2 separate regions of the Triticum aestivum genome follow, and region 1 is linked to region 2. The links are chromatin contacts, called in public Hi-C maps. All regions are on one chromosome and are shown on one strand. The core of a region is the stretch at or near the end of the contact, and the rest is flanking DNA. Distances in the headings are between cores, read along the strand shown. Region 1 holds the start of LOC123053221 (histidinol dehydrogenase, chloroplastic). Region 2 holds the start of LOC123049358 (arogenate dehydratase 1).

Region 1 (3,233 bases), core at 223-2,722, 260 kb after region 2:
CGCCCTTCATACATTCGGGAATACACAAATAAATAAGCACAAGCATATAGAAAGGCCAAAGCGTAAATGGGGGCATCAAAGCATTCTCTTACTTTCATATTCTCAACTGTCTTTTCTGGCGACTTTTGTGAAACATGGAAGGCATAAATGTTGTCATACGCCACATCAAAGGCTTCCTTAACAGCTGGATCAAGCTACAAATTTGATGAAGGTGAGACAGCCAAAATCATCTAGCAGATAAAAATACTATTTGAGGACCATCTGAATCTAGACACAAAATATACTAACATCAGGTGTACTTATTTCTAAGGGTTGAAAGCATCTGAATGCAAGTAGATAAAGCCTAGAATGGGGAGCTGCAACTGAAGAAATAAGTAATCAAACAAGCCATGTATCAATATGGTGCGTGGAGAGAAAAAGCCTGAAATTTATCTGCTTGTGACTTTGGTTAAATTAACAAGACAAACAACATAATTTAGATGCACATCACAAGATGAGTACCTCTGCATCTGGGAGATCGCTAACACGCACAACGGCATTATCGAGAGTGACCTTGTCAAACTTTTCTGTATAACTGAATAGACCATGTACAGCAAAGTAAGAAAAACTCTGCAATAGGCCATGAACAGAGCGATGAACGATCAAATAGTACACAACACTTACTCCTTAACCGCAGCATCACCTCTGACGCGCACATCTTCAACAATCGGATTCACCTAATCCCACAAATCCACAAATCCAAATCCTATGGATGTCAGGCTAGGGCAAAATTTCAACTCCATGACCATGAATAATATCACTATTATCTTACCGTGCTGAAAATGGAGGTGAAGTCAATGCGAGGGCGCGCCTTGAGGCCGCTAACCTCGGCATCGCTGAGATCGGACAGCCTATAGGACTTCATCGGGCAGCTAACACTCAGCACTGAAACCACCAAGTAGGCATATCACAATTCCGAGAATCTTATCCAACAAGCTTTATTAGGAAACAAAGGCTACAACAACAGAATACGCAAGTCAAAAGCTCGCACCTTTGGATTTGGGGACCCCGGAGGAGGCAAGACAGGGCCGGTAACCGCGACCAAGGCTGGTACCGCCGGCGAGCTGAGGCGGAGCGCGCAAGCTGCCCATCAACAGAGCCCGATTCAATTCTGTTTCTGAGGCGTTGGAGAATCAGAAGCATGGGGGAAGATGCGCTATGGTTAAGCCGACGGCTAAACCATGACCGACGAATAATACGGAAGGTAGAGAGACGAACCGAAACCAAACGGCGGCGGTGCAGGGTTTCTACGGCCGGCGGCAAAGCGACGCTGTGAAGGAGGTCGCCGCTGTCCGTGACCGTGGTCTACTGTACTGAGTGCTCCGGCAAAGGAGGCGCCGTCTCAAGGGATGGGGAAAACGAGAGACCGGCGGCGCTGAATGGGCCGTAGGTGGCGATGCTTATTTTGATGGGCCCGAGCCTAGGCTGCCCGAGTGCTGCCACACATTTGCAGTTCGGATCGGAGGCCCGATATTATGCCTAAAAAAAGAGAAATAAATCCCCTAAAAAAACTTCAAAGTAAATAATTTTCGCTAAAAAATGCTTTAAAATAAAGTCCTAAAAGATAGCCTTATAAAAACATGAAATAGGAGAAAACTGACTTATACAAAAGATCACATCAACAATGTTCTACGGCGCGACCATCATGTGGTTGGATAGTTAGGAGGACTCTGATATCCCCTGTCCACCGGAGTTCAAAGTCCCAGACTTACATTGTTGCCCGCATTTTACTCTCAAGATAATGTGCTGGCTCAGTTTCTTGGAGATGTTCATAAGGGTAGGGTGTGTATGCGTGCGTTCATAGGGATGAGTGTATGTGTGTATGTATGGCCGTCTGCATCCGTAGTAAGAAAAACATAATTTTATCTTAAAAACAACTTTTATGGTGTTTATCTTGACACAATATACGGTCTAGGTTTAGGGTATTTTGGCATCTTCGCAAAAAATTACCCTATTTGAAACAAGTTTTGGTAGAATATTTACATTTTTTTTCTCACAAAGTTTACCAGACTCCAAATGATTAAAAGAACATGATTTATCTATACTCCTGGACATCAACCAATGACCCTCTCTCTTTCCCATAGAAAATTTCCACTGTCGCTCTCTTGTGTGCCCTCGTTGCGAAATACTCCCTCCGCCCCATAATATAGAGCAACGCTCGATATTAAGTGGCGGAGGGAATAACTCTTTCACACCAAGGTCCTACATAACCAGTCGCCGCTGCTCCATGATGGCCTCAGACATGTCCTTCCCTGCTCGGCTCACACCACTGTTAACTACCTCCAAATTTGTGGTGGGAGCTGGTGTGAGGGGGTTGTGGTAATGGTTTAGAGTGGGGTGAATGGATATACTAGAAACTTCTACTCTAATTTTAATGATGGTAGTTATAAAGCACTAATGAGGTTGCCTAACATGCAATTCGAAAACAAGAGAAACGATTAATCAAGTGGAAGGAAGATATGACATGAAGGTAATGAGTGGTGTTGAAGGATGCAACCATAGAGAGACTTGATGAAGATTTACCAAAGTTCACATAGTTAGCGTTGTTCTACACCTGACTGATGAAAGCTTCGAAACTTTAGTAGTTGAAACTCGATGAAGTTTTAAAAAATTGTGAAAACATATTTAAAAGTGAGCTTGTTTCAAAGCCCACGTCAAAGAAACACAAATATGCAAAATGAAATATAGAAGTCAAAAAGAAAAATATGGGAGACGGGGTGGATGGCACCGGCGGAGCTACAACAAAGCCAGATGGGCCGTGGCCCGCCCAACCCATTGAAAAAACAATGAAGAGTATAGGTAAAGTGGGCCTTTTGAGAGAAAAAATATGTGCTTTCTTTAGCTCCGTCCACCTTTGGCCCGCCCAACCAATTTTGGGTAGCTCCGGCACTTGTGGATGTGGCATGCAATCTCTGCCAAAGAGTGTACCAAAAGCTACATGCAGGAAATAATTAAGCTCTAATTGTAAAACAAGTTCGTAAATCTTGGCGAAATCATGTGGCTACATGCGTGCGTGCTGCAAATCGTCTTCACTGCTGCGAAGGAGTAAACCAAATTTGCGGTTAGTGAGTGTAATAACAAATAAACAGTTGCTTCGTACTGCGATTAGTGTGTTTGAAATGATATATCGAGGCCGTACAACCAATGGACATTTCACCAACATGACACATGGTCAGTATCTTCTGCTGTTCCCG
Region 2 (3,188 bases), core at 658-3,157:
AGGAAAAAGTTCATGGTGTGTTTGTATCCTCTTTTGATTAATGAATAAAACACATTTGTTAGACTAAAAAAACACGCAGATCTCCAATCAGATCAGATGGTTTTGGAGGTTGACCGAGAAACTGAAATGTCAGTTCTGATTACGAAATTATAGTTTTGTCACACAAAAAATACTTATGTCGTGAATCAAAATGCGTATAAGTTTGTCTCCTGATCGGCAGTAGATGAGATCCATACAAGTGCTGTTTTATAGTGTGGAGTGCTGTTAATTAATTTGGCATCCACCTCTCAGTTTATTGTTTAATTTTGTATAAGCATTAGGACAGTCCCAATGGATCGTATGTCATCTTGTACTAGCATTTCATAGGTGTATGGATATAATTCTCCCTGTGGATCGTATTTTACTCAGCGAAGGACAGGGGTTCATCTATCTCGCAAGTCACAAGTATATTTACTGAGGTCTAATCAGCTCAACTGGCACTATTACACGTACTGTGACAAGAAAATGAAGAACACGATTAATTACTCGATGGAGATCTTAATTAACTCTATCGAATCCATTCAAGAAGACGAATAAGCCGACGAGGATTCAGATGAGGCAACGCCGGCAGCCATAGGTGTCATGTCCATGGGGTAGCTCCCGAGCACCCGCAAGAATGACGTGAACTCCTGCACCTCAGCGAGTGCATTCTGCACGCGCGGGTCGGCGAGGGAGGCCTGGAAGTCCACGTAGAACATGTACTCGAACTGCTTCGGGGCGGTGCTGCTGTCGGCAAGGCGGATGGGCCGGTGCGGCCGGCTCTCGATCTTGGTGAGGCTGATGTCACGGAAGGCGAAGGCGGATAGCACCTTGAAGAGCACGGAGGTGCCCTCCTTGTCGTGCGCGAACACGATGCTGGTCTTGAAGGGGCGGTCCATGCGCGGCACGATGGGCTCCCGGGCCAGCATCACGAACCGCGTGACGTTGCCGGAGTCGTCCTGGATGCCGTCGGCGAGCACCTCCATGCCGTACAGCTCGGCGGCGCGGGAGGACGCGATGGCAGCCGTGTCGCGGAGGCCGTTGGCGGCCACGTACTCGGCGGCGCCGGCCGTGTCGTCGAAGGCCTCGCGGGCAGCGTTGAGGCCGGGCATGCGGGTGAGCGTGTGCTCGCACTGCGCCAGCGCCTGCGGGTGGCTGATGACGCGGGTGATGTCCTCCCTGCGCACGCCCGGGAGCGCGAGGAGGCAGTGGTGCACGGGGAGCTGCACCTCGCCGACGATGTGCAGGCGGTGGCGGAGCAGGAGGTCGTAGTTGCGGTGGATGCTGCCGCCGAGCGAGTTCTCCACGGGGAGCACGGCGCGGTCCGCGACCCAGTTCTCCACGGCCTGGAAAGCCACCTCGAACTGGTCGCACGGGATGGCGTCGGAGCCCGGGTAGGCTTTTGCGGACGCCTTCTCGCTGTACGCCCCAGGCACGCCCTGGTACGCCACGCGCAGCTCCGAGCCGTGCATGGGCGCCGGGGACAGGTCCGCGATCCGCAGGGGCGCCGGCAGGCTGCGTGCGCTGCCATCAACAGTCTTCACAGGGACCAAGTCCAGCACCGCCCCGTTCGAAGCCGCCACCGCCAGCGCGAGGTGTCCGTTGGTGGAGTGGGGGGCGAGCGCGGCCACCTTGCTGGAGAGCACCGCGCAGCTGGTCAGCCACTCCGCCCTGTTCCCGACGACGGCGCCCTGCAGCGAGCTCCTGACCACGCCGCTGCCCCTCCTCGGAGTACGCCCCTGTAGCTTTGGGCTCTGCCCAATGTGCGGCTTGACAAAATTCACGACAGCCATGACTAACCGACCGCACCAATTAGCTCTTCCTCCTCTGTTGCTATTGCTGGTAGAGTGACTAACGAGAAAACTGAAACTGGTTGATGGAGCAGCTTCAAAAGCGAGAAGCTGAGAGGAGAATGGGATGTAGAAGGGCATATTTATAGGCAGCCCTTTGTTTGGTGTGGGTCTCCGGTCCTTTGTTTATTCGAATGATTCAATCCACTCATGGGTGATGGCCCCCCGCGAGGCCGTGACAATGCATCTGCCCTGGCCCTGCTTCCAGGAAATAGGACAAAACATTTATAATTCATGCATACCCCACGTTTTATCCAAGACCCCCACGTTTGTGCATACGTTTGCTCCGGTGTAGAATTATGTAGTGTTTCGACTTGTATATACCTGTAAACCACACTGAGCTTCAAACCAGTTTGGCGTTTCTGTGCCGGAAACGTACAATTTAGGAGACGTTGTGTGTTTGTAGTCTTAGAGAATGAAGGATCCCAAGCCGTTCATGTAGCACATGGTCGATGATAATACTTTTTGTTATGGGCCAAAGTTTAGATTTGACCACTTATGTTAATGCCAGTGGACCTCTTAATTCAGCAATTGCAACCTGATTCAAACTTTACATTAGGTACGGAATTGATTTAGTCAAAATTGTGTGAAAACGACGTGGCACCAATCTCACACACTTTGCACACAAAATGAAAAACTGAAGATACTTGTTAGAGCAGGTCCAGCGACCGTGTCCTCCTCGGAGCCGCGTATTCTGCCACTTAGAGCCATGTCCGACCTGCAAAGGAGGTGTGAGTCTGCAGTGAGGAGGTCGAGGAAGATGGTGGCACCCGAGAGACAGGAGGGAGTCGAGGAGGTTGAGGAAGATGGTGGTGTCGGAGAGATGGGAAACGCCAGGGAGGAAGATTATAACACTAGTCAGTGGGAGGAACAGAGTCCGAGAGAGGAATAGCGAGATACAAAGGTGGAGAGAGATTGAGGTGAGCATTGCGTATGAATATTTTGATTATGTGAATTATTGTTTTGTATCAAATTCTGTTGTGTAGATGTTGTGCCAGAACTAGTGGGGGAGCGAGATTTAGAGAGTGGGTTGGAGTACACAAAGAAATAAATGGGAGGATCATTTGGTGCGTGCAATCAAATGAGAATTGGATGAGTGGTATTTGAGGATTGGATTGGACTTGTTCTTTAATAGAAACAAAATACATTGATATTTTTAAAGGAAAACAGGGGAACACAAGGGAATTGTTTTAAATTGTTTGTGAGCTTTTTTGATTTCATTAGTTTTCTTGTAATGTTTTTTTAATTTCCTTACTTACTACATTTTATTGATTTCCCTTTTTAGAGTCTTCTTTATTGATTTGCTTCTCGGTCACTACA

The links. A called contact is a pair of places that touch in the nucleus more often than the background predicts.
Region 1: a contact with region 2 is called in a Hi-C map of leaf, with 6 times the contacts expected there. The contact joins the promoter of LOC123053221 here to the promoter of LOC123049358 in region 2. A contact is called at or near these places in 2 of 5 Hi-C or Micro-C datasets (both in leaf) and 1 of 1 datasets of contacts at active chromatin or transcription factors (leaf).

The regions. Positions count from the first base shown.
Region 1 is chr2D:374,674,972-374,678,204 of IWGSC CS RefSeq v2.1, forward strand. LOC123053221 (histidinol dehydrogenase, chloroplastic) reads right to left here and starts at 1,473. Exons shown (of 15, transcript XM_044476663.1): 1 at 1,258-1,473; 2 at 1,031-1,122; 3 at 812-924; 4 at 664-716; 5 at 502-574; 6 at 93-194; 7 at 1-4. The coding sequence starts at 904.
Region 2 is chr2D:374,416,270-374,419,457 of IWGSC CS RefSeq v2.1, forward strand. It overlaps LOC123049358 (arogenate dehydratase 1), which reads right to left and starts at 1,908. Exons shown (of 1, transcript XM_044472284.1): 1 at 426-1,908. The coding sequence starts at 1,811. The coding sequence ends at 561.